Regions from separate parts of the Sus scrofa genome. Here region 2 is linked to region 1. A link is a contact called in public Hi-C data. All regions are on one chromosome and are shown on one strand. Each heading gives the region's core, a stretch centred on a gene start, on an enhancer-like site or on the middle of the called end of the contact. The rest is flanking DNA. Distances are from core to core; before and after follow the strand shown.

The links. A called contact is a pair of places that touch in the nucleus more often than the background predicts.
Region 2: a Hi-C map of liver shows a contact between it and region 1, with 2.1 times the contacts expected there. The contact joins the enhancer-like site here to the promoter of LOC106508213 in region 1. A contact is called at or near these places in 1 of 5 promoter capture datasets (liver) and 11 of 47 Hi-C or Micro-C datasets (adipose tissue, embryonic fibroblasts, fetal heart ventricle and 6 more).

What each region holds. Positions count from the first base shown.
Region 1 is chr18:39,661,579-39,666,437 of Sscrofa11.1, forward strand. LOC106508213 reads left to right here and starts at 1,887. Exons shown (of 2, transcript XM_013990847.2): 1 at 1,887-2,014; 2 at 2,143-3,999. The coding sequence starts at 2,217. The coding sequence ends at 2,855. It overlaps BMPER (BMP-binding endothelial regulator protein), which reads right to left and starts at 2,432. Exons shown (of 15, transcript XM_013990842.2): 1 at 1,747-2,432; 2 at 603-688. The coding sequence starts at 1,879. BBS9 (protein PTHB1) reads right to left here. Exons shown (of 30, transcript XM_021079336.1): 30 at 2,142-3,752.
Region 2 is chr18:39,849,932-39,854,790 of Sscrofa11.1, forward strand. All of the region lies in intron 25 of BBS9 (protein PTHB1), which reads right to left. Among named protein-coding and RNA genes, the nearest start is that of BMPER, 190 kb to the left of the region's middle. Within about 2 kb of position 2,075, at least 12 of the 83 cell types and tissues checked have an H3K27ac peak or open chromatin away from gene starts, as enhancers often do. A contact at or near this core is called in liver, where this site is marked.

The sequences.
Region 1 (4,859 bases), core at 637-3,136:
CCACTGCCAGTGTTAACTAAGCAGTGGACAGCCAAGTGTTATCCTCCGCAAAGGATAGAATGTCCCTTCTGACTCATGCTTCCAAACCAGAAATATAAAGGCTGTTTTTGAGAGCTTCGGGTATAAGAGGCAAAGAAATCCAAGATTACGTCTTATCCTCATGTTTGTGCTTTGTGACTGTCACCTCTCTTTCCCCTTGTCACATACTCTGTCCAGACCTTTATACCTAAATGTTATTTTCACACTGAGCTCAGACAACAGAGTCAAGGCAGAAAGTTTGGTGGCACTTATGATTGGGTGTCAATAGCCATTCCTAGGAACCGAAGTGCAAGTGGTGATTGACACTGCGACAATGTCATGTGAAGTCCACCTTAAGTTTACTTCTGCAACATGATGTCACAGATAAAAATTCCCAGCCTGATGAAATGGAAATTGCCAAAGTCCATAAAACTCAGAAATCCAACTGAATGCAATTCTCCAGCTATGTGCAGTTTCGTAACGAGCAAAAGAAATTTTATAGATCTGGTTATATTACTACATTGAATAGATTCACCTTGTCGGAAGGAGCAGTTGACTTCTCATTACCTGATCTCCATACTCACCATGCAGACACACATTATACAAGGGTTGTCGGTGATAAATGGAATCTGGAGGACTTCACCTTCATTTTCACATTTTGCCACTGAACCTGAAGGGAGGGGAGAAAAAAACGCTGCTTAAACTTAACTTAGTGACATTATTACAAAAAAACAGAATTTTCACATTGATCCTTTTTGAAACAACCATACCCAAATTTCAGAAGTTCCTAACGAGTTTTAAACTATCAAACGCACCAAAACAGCCCCCCCCCATCTATTTTAAGTAGTTTTATTGGAACAGGTTTTTTTTTTTTTTTTTTTTAAGCTGTGCTGTATCTCCTCTCAGATGGTTTAATCACATTTCTAAATATTTCACTGGATCTTTAATAATACTCCTTTACGAAGGCATTGCAACTAAACACACACTCCCATATGCAAAAAACTCAAACTGGCCATTAGGGCAGATTTTAAATTTGAGAAAAATTCAGAACTATGTCAATGAACAGGCCTTTATATGAATCTGCCCCATATTGCCCTGAATGGAAATCAGTTTTTGAAACATAATCTTCTTTGCTCTTCTGTTAGAAATTGACTCAATATTTTCTTTTCTGCACCAGGTGTCAGTAAAGTATGTCCTTCAGAATAGCAGCTGAGGTCTTCACCTGCCTGAAAGCATATAATTATTATATCTTGCTAGTATTACCCTGTTAAAATATGATAGTTTCTTCAAAGTCAAGGTCTGGAGAGCGGGTGCTTTAAAAAGCACTCCTACTACAGAAGCTCTATTGGAACCCCATAGCGTGAGAAAGGCCGATGGGTGGAAATGGTACAATTTGTTTCCTTAATCATATACGCGAGAAGAGTCTAAATAAAGGTTAAAAAAAAAACCCTAAAAATAAATAATGGAGCTTCTCAAATTCTAATAGAAGGATTTCCGTTATCATCATAGTATCGATGTTAACAGCCGCCCGGCCCTCCACCCCTTACCCGACTCACTACCTTCCCACCCCTTCACCCCGCGGGCTTCGCTTCATCCCCAACCGCCAGCGAGGGGCAGGCTCCAAGGTGCTCGCTCCCCACCCTCCCGTTCCCGGGGCAAGCCAGCGCCTCCTCTCCCAGGTACCAAGCCGGCGTCCGGGGGGCCGGTCCCTCCCGCCCCCTCCCCTACCTGTCAAGAAGGAGGAAGCCAGAGACATGGGGACCCCCGAGCAATTGAGCAGCAGCAAGACGCAGCAGGTAATCCCAGGCGAGCGCCGGCAGGGACGCTCAGCCAGAGCCCTGACGCCGGAGAACCAGAGCATCGTCACCTGGAGGGAATCCCGGACGACTGCAGGTCCCGCGCCGCCGCCTCTGCTCCGCTACCACCGCTCGCAGTCAAAAAGGGCTCTCAGCCGGCGAGTCGGGAGACAGTCCGCGAAGGAGGGAGGCGGGCGCCCGTGAGCCTGGGCGGGGGGCGAGGGGGGAGGCGGGAGAGGGAGGCGAGGGGTGGGGGGCACCCAGGGAGGAGGGGTCCTGAGGCCAGGCTCCTCCAATGCGGCGTTTTTTTTTTTTTTTTTTTTTTTAGGAGTTGCTTGCAGCGGTTTAGTTGTCGCTCCCTCCGCGCCAGAGAGAGGGCCGGGTGCAGGGGGTGTCGGAGCGATGGGAGATAGGCACAGAGGAGTCGCTGCGCTGCCCGGTGCGCACCGCTTGCTCCGCCGCTGCCGCCGCCCGGGCAGCAATGACTGCGCCCGGAGCTGCCGCTGCTGCCGCGTCCTCCACTCCTGCACTCCTACCTCCTGCCGGCCCCGCGGGCTCTACGCCGGGCCAGCGCGCACGCTCGCTCGCTCAGGCGCGGGAGACCGGGGCGCACCGGGCGCCTCCGGGAGCCCGCTGGGGGCGCCCCGGCGCAAGTGGGATTGCAGAAGCCGTGAGCGGGGCACTCATGATCCGCCGGGCGTCCAGCCCTCTCCCCAGCCCTGGGAGGGAGGCTGCTTGCCCCGGGGTGCGGATCGGAGCGTGGCAGGCGCGTCTCCATCGCCCAGAGCGCGCGGCATCTCCTCCCTTTCCCCGGGGAACCCTTCACTAACCCAGGATGCCGCCCCATTCCTGCTCACAACGGTTCCAACCCAGGGAGGAAGCAGAATGCGGGGCTCTGGGGGCCTCACCACCACTGCTCATTTCCAGGTGCCCCAGCTTTGGGAAGGAGCGACGAACGGGGCGACGGGGGCGGGGGGGGGGGTTGGGCTGCAACTTTTCACTCCCTGCTTTGCTTCCCTCTGGCGGGGGCACGGCAGCTGACTCACGCGCGGAGCGGACAGAGGAGCCAGGGGCCTTCGAGATCTGTGCTCTGGGCTTACGTGTCTGCGCGTCGTGGCACTAAGGACGACAGAAGCTGAAAGGACACGCAAGGCCGATTAATAAACGCACAGAAGCGAACGCTTTTCGCCCTTAAAAGAGAAAAAGAAAAAGAACAGTCCCTCCGGGACTCCTCCCTTAACCCCGGGGCGGACTGGGGCGGGGAGGTGCGGTTTGACTAATCGTTCATTCACCGGAGAAAGAGGGAGGGACCCACGCGGCGGCTAATCTCTGGCAAAAACCGGCACAGCGGTCTCGGCCGCTCGGAGTTCTCGCCTCCGCAGCCCTGGGTGTCCAGGAGCCCGATCCTCAGGCCCCGGGTCCCTGGCCGGATCGAGGCCTCCCGCTCAAGCCATGGCACCCTCTGCTCAGGGGGGTGGGGGGAGTGGGCAGGGGGTTGCAAAGGAGAAGAAATTTGGAATGTGAAATTAGAGGACGCTTGGCAAGTATTGGGACCTGATAACCAGCTGTCTTCAGAGCGCATTGTGGAACGCCAGCTTCCTCTCCCCAAGAATGGAAACTGGGGGCCTCACCCGCCCCTCCTTCTGTCGCGTCCCCCTGGGTGGATCTGAAGGGCAGTCACCAACTAGCCAGGCACGTTTCTCAGACGGACGCACCTAACAATTTCCCAGCAAAGGGGGTTGTCTAGTCGAAGAAACTATACTTCTGCAAATGTTTGCCTACAGGTTTACAGTTTCCTCTTAAACCCTCCTCGGTTTCCTCCCCCCACGGGGGGGGGGGCTGTTTATTTGTTTTTTGTTTTTAAGTAATTGGAGCCTTCATTTAAGGCAGCAGTGCCCATATCCCACCACGCCGAGGAGCGGATAGGAGCGCATTGCTCTGAAAGAGAAAAAAAAAGTAAGAGAAGGGAAAGCTGTCATTAGTTTAGCACGCTCCATTTCCTTCTCAAAACAGATTTTTAGTGTAAAACTCAAGTTAAAAGAGAAGAAAGATGATGTGTGGTTGCTTTTTCCCCTCCTCTAAATAACCACCATGGCCAGGCAGCTTCTTGAAACTAAGAGTGTTAAATGTATTTACTAATGATAAAGAGACCATGCAAAAAAAAAAAAAAAAAAAAAAAAAAAAATCTGTAAATCCTGCCTTACCTCGCAAACCAAAGTGACCCGTGAAAAAACTTTTACTACTACGGATAAGTACTGTCAGTGGAAACCACTACCTCCTTTATCTAAAAAAGATACTCTCTGCATGGGGCTTTGAGATAAAGATGTTACTTGTGACTTAATTAAGGAAAATGGAATGGGGGGGTGTGCTGGGAGACCTTTCATTGGCTAGACTTCAGCAGTAGATCTGGTTAAACTCACATTATGGAATTGCAGGATATTTAGAGAGTGCTTGGTAGTTGCTCAGATGTTCCTTCCCTGACACCAGCCATACATCCTCAAGGGTTCACTTGACAAAAGCATTTATGATGGAACCTAGGTGTGTGTGGCATTTCTCAAACTAGGGATGTGGTGCTTTGGGGTGCACTTGAACTTTCCCTTGAGGTACAAATCCAAAAACCACCTGGAAAACATTTTCATCTGCCTGGAAGTTTACCAATGGGAAAGATGTACAGAAGCCTTCAGCAAACCTGTTTGTCCTAATTGGTTGCCACCAGTGATTTCCACTGCTGCCTTCTTGGCAAATGGACCCTACTTTTGGAAGAGCGTCCTTCTCCCCAGAAAGCTTATCGGCCTTCCACTGACAGCCACCACCCCTTCAAGTGACAGTCTATCACCTGCCAGTTGGCTTCTGTCTACACAGGGCTGAGATATGCTGGGGTCAAGAAAAAAAAAAGCAGCAGCCATGCCCTGAAAAGCATATAGATCTCCCTCATGTTTAAAGTAAAGGGCGGTTTGGGATGGAAATGCTATAAAATTGGATTGTAATGATCATTGTACACCTATAAATGTAATAAATTCAGTGAGTAATATAAAAATAAAGTAA
Region 2 (4,859 bases), core at 825-3,324, 190 kb after region 1:
TTGACCCAGACACTCCACCTGCAGGAATATAAGCTACATTTCCAGGACTGACAGCCAAATGCAGCCTCTGACACCGTCTCTGCTTACAGCAAGTTTCAAAAACTCTCACCGGATGGGGACAGTTTTCACACAATGGCGGACAGAAGCTACAACACGCCTGACAAAATCACACTTGCTGATATTGGCCAGGATATTTCTCACAGCTGGTCCTCTTTCCTCAGGATCTCACACCTCTCAGCACATCCAGCTATCTGATCTCACAGCCCAGCACCCCTGAGTCTTCAAACAGTGAGAAACCACAACTGAGATGGGTAGTCCCACCACAGATTACTCTGAGATGTGATCTGAATTAAAGTCGCCCCTCCTTTTTTCTAATTCACGTCTACTAATTTCATCATACAGAAGTGATTATCCCAATTTCTCTGAATTTCGTTTGACAACCTGCCCTTTCACTTCAAATGTATGCCATGTTTCTAGAGAAGGTTTTGGTCAAAAGCACCCTCCTTCCTTATACTTATGAAGCTATGCACACTCTTCTCTGCCTTTTCATAATTCCACATTCTGAGGGACAATATGAAAAGTGACGTGAACTTTCTTTACCAAAAATGGTCACGATTCTAATACAACATACGCCGTCTCTATCTCATTCTTCATTTTCTCCCAAATCAGTACAGCCCTTCCTCTCTTCTTGCTCTGCTGTTGGAATAAGAGAGAACCAGGTGTTGGGTCCTGGCCTGATGGGAAAGGCAGCGTTCAAAGGGTTAATTCCTTCCCCCCACAGAGTAAAGCGTTTTGCTGACTCAATGTGCGATGGGAGGACCAAATTCAATTTAGCTGCAGTCAACAGGAAAGTAGGAAGGAAAATAGGATTTAACAAACAAAGCATTAAAAAAAAAGAAAAAGGAGTCCACAGCAGGAAATAATTATTTGGGTAATTGTTCGCTTTGTGAAAGGCTGGCCCGTATGAATATCCATCAGGATGCGATGTTGTGTCCGGGGTTTCTGCACAGCACCCTGTCTGGTCTAATTAGTTACAAAAGCAGTTCTTTGGGCTGAAGAAATTTGCAATTGTGTTGTATTTCAGGGGAACGAACACATATGTCATTGAAGTGGAGTCTGGCACCAGCTTATGCTGGTGAAACCTCAAGTGGTCGTCCAGAATGGAATCAATACGAAAGGAAGCTCTGAATGCCAACAGAAGTGGTTTACAAAAATAATTCACTGACCATTCCATCTGCCTCGGATTAAGCATGTTAAACGGTTCAGTTCAAGTTAACATTTTTAATATATAGATATACATAAGTAAACAAAACCACATATTTTTATCAAATATTTGCATTTGAAAACCCCCACTAATGCACACAGAACTGGGGTTGAGGTCTTTCATCTGACCATATACTTTTCCCCTTAGAACATTTCTACTAAAAACATGTAATCTGAAAGAGAACTCAGATTGTCCCCTTAGAGAAGAGTAAACCCCCTTTGGAAAGGAAAGTGAAAATAATATTTTCAGAATAAAAACCTTTCAATCTGTAAAAGGAGTTTTATAGCTTAGCCTTAGGAGAGTCAGCCAAAGGTTCAATTGAAGGGGAACAGAGGGGTCTTGGGGAACCTAGACCTAGCAGTTTAGTTTATTCACTGTCCCCACAGTGGGTGCTGGAACCAAATCAACAATCTGTCGATACCATAAAAATGTTAATTTGTATGTAAAATCCATTGAAGATATGTTAGAATCACATAAATTACAATTCTAAGAAGGTGACATGATGTCATAGTTAACTAGCACAAAATGTCAACATGTATTGAATACTTATTAACCTAAGTCCTACTCATGTAATCACCACAACCGCCCAGTGAGGTAGGTATTTTATTACTACTCCTGTTTAACAGATGTGGTAACTGAAGCACAGAGCGATTAAGAAACTTGTCCAAGGTCACACAGCCAGTAAGTACATGAAGCCTGGACTGGGATCCAGATAGTTTGACCCCAGGTCATGCTCTAACCTGCTCCCCATGTACATAAAAAAGTCAAAAGAGCGGCCAAACAGAAACCCAGAGCAGTTCCCCAGAGCAAGTCCTAAGGGCAGACAGAGCAAGGTTCACCTACTCGCCTGGGGCCCTCCACCTCCGGTTGAAAGCCCACACCCGACCCGTCACAGGGCTGCCCTCCTTATTTTAAAATAAAGGGGCCCTCCATCCACTAGTTTTTCACTACCCGACTCAGTTCCTGGCCTGCCTAGACCCTGTCTGCCTCGCTCCTCACCTATGGTGAGGAGGGTAGCATGGGATAACTTGCACATTCCATCAGGGGAAGGAAGCTGGCTGCTTTCCTGGGAACAAATTCCCGGATCCGCTACCAGTTGACTTTGCAGGCTGTCAAACTCAAGCCCTCCAAGTGAGCATGTACTGCCCCGTCACGTTTAGGCTTTAGTGTTCCTGTGGGGTCACAAGATCCTTGGCTCTAGATTATCTGGTAGGAAGTAGAGAAGGAACAGGAGGACAAAGTCCTAATGACTCATGAGCATCCACCACGAGCTCATGCAGTTATTACCATGATCACCACTCCCCACAGATCTCATTTAAGCCTGATAGCATCTCTGACTATGGATGATGAAACCAAAGCTCAGGGTGTGTAAGTGTTTCGCTTGACATCACGCAGGCAGCAAATGCCAAAGAGGATTTGCGCTGGATCCTGACTCCAAAGCCTTTGCTTTGTTTCCCCGGTGATGCCTGGCTGCCCCACCACCAGCCTCAAAGGCTACTGTGTGCAAATTTGTCAGAAGTGTCCTTACTCAGGACACATCGCTGCCAACTGCCAGAACATTGTCATGAGCATTACAAAAATCTTTGGGAGAAATGGCATCCCTGTCGGGTTATTCATGTCCCCCAGCACGTTCTGGGATGGGCCCGACTGAGCCCCTACGCGACCCCGCCATCCTCCCTACTTGGGCAGAGGCACAGGCCGCTCCCGTTTGGGCTGAGCAAAGCGGTGGAGAGTTTCCAGCACTCAAGGTAACGGGAAATGTTCAGCAAAGTAGGTGAAAAGCCTTGTCTAACATTTCCATTTACCTACTTTGTCTGAATAAGTGTCATTAATTCAAACCATTTCAAAATGGGGCTTGATGATGTGTGAGAGCGGAAGCCCCTGAGCACCAGGCCGCCCCGCACCACATCCTCGCTGACGCTATCTCTTGCCTGAAGCGATCAATTGAACCCCGGCAAATGTGCTGTGAATATTGCAGCTAAACCCACCGCTAATGCGCGGGTGTCTGTGCGCGCAGCCGCAGCCGGGACGGGGATGGGGCGGCCGCAGAGGCTGCTCTTCGCAGATACACTCCCCCCATCCCAGCCCCGCCTGACTGCCCTCCCTTCTCTAGCTACCCCCTCCTTCTCAAAGCCCCCCACTTAGAAACCGCGCGAGGCCCACTTCAAACAAGAAAAAAGATGGATGAGCATAGTTTTCCCTCTAGGAAATACCCCCGCAAATCAACTGCTTCTCTTAGTGCTCGCTGCTAATGCTTTTCATATAGACAGCGGTGTTCTTACAGCCTCAATAATACTGTAAAAATTCTGCAGCCAGAAGGAAAACCCATCCCTTTGCAAAAGCAAGAGTAAAGTCTGAAAGCTTAGCAACGTACAACTTTAATATTTTGGTTGATAACATGCCATGGACTCAGAATATTTTCCATTTCCTCTTTGTCCTTTTTCCAGTGATTTCAAAGGACTTTATTAAATCTATCAAAACCTAAATATGGTAAATTAGGTGACTTTTTTTTTTCTTCTAAAAAATACACAAGAAAGGTATATGCATCCAAATAAGTCTCATCCTCTTCAAAGTAGATTCCTATATGGGATTTGGACTTGTTTCAGTGATCCCCTTCCTTCTCCAGCACACACGCACACACGCACAGTTGTTTATCTGTGTGAGAAATTCTTTTGCAATTGAGTTTAGCACCAGCATAACATTTTGAATATCTTTCATGGGTGCACAGCATGATTTGTGGGAAAAGCCCAAGATACTGAGTGCCATGTCTGATGTCTTTAAAAAACAATGAAGTGGGACTCTAGTATTTGAGGGTTTAAATGAGATTGTACCAGAGGGGGAGAAAAAAAAGCTGATTTTTATCACATGGCTTATAAGTGGGATCTACCTGCCAGTTCAGGGCAGCAACTGCCAACATGTTCTGAGCAGAGTGAAGCAGCACTGGCGCAGTGGATTCTGGGAATGTTTTGGAACCTCAAGGAACCTGTTTCCTCACCAGCCAGACGAGGAAATTCAAAGCTGCCCAATTTGCCTCACAAGGCACGCTGAAGACCATTTCATGAAGAAATATTTCTTTAGAAATCATCTGCATTCGAATCCAATACCCAAAACTCATCAAAGCAGAGCTGTTCCAGACTTATGGTTGCCAAGAGGGAGCAGGAGGAAGCGGGATGGACTGGGAGTTTGGCGTTAGTAGATGCAAATTTTACATTTAGAATGGATAAGCAATGAGGCCCTACTGTATAGCACAGGGAACTATATCCAGTCTCTTGGGATAGACCATGATGGAAGATAATATAAGAAAGGGAATATATATGTGTATATGACTGGGTCACTTTGCTGTACAGCAGAAATTAGCACAACATTGTATATCAACTATAATTAAAAAAAAAAAAAAAGGCAGAGCTGTTCCAGTTTGAGGACTGGGAGAGGGCAGAACCTTGCCAGTTTAACCTCTGGTATTCAAATCCTCCCCACCTGTCAGCAGTCCCTAAGGCATCTCAGAGACTCCCTGCCTGCTCTCTGCACACAGTCCAGTATTCAAACATCTAAGTCAATTCTTGAAAAGTCTTTGTAAATTATAAAGCCTGGGATA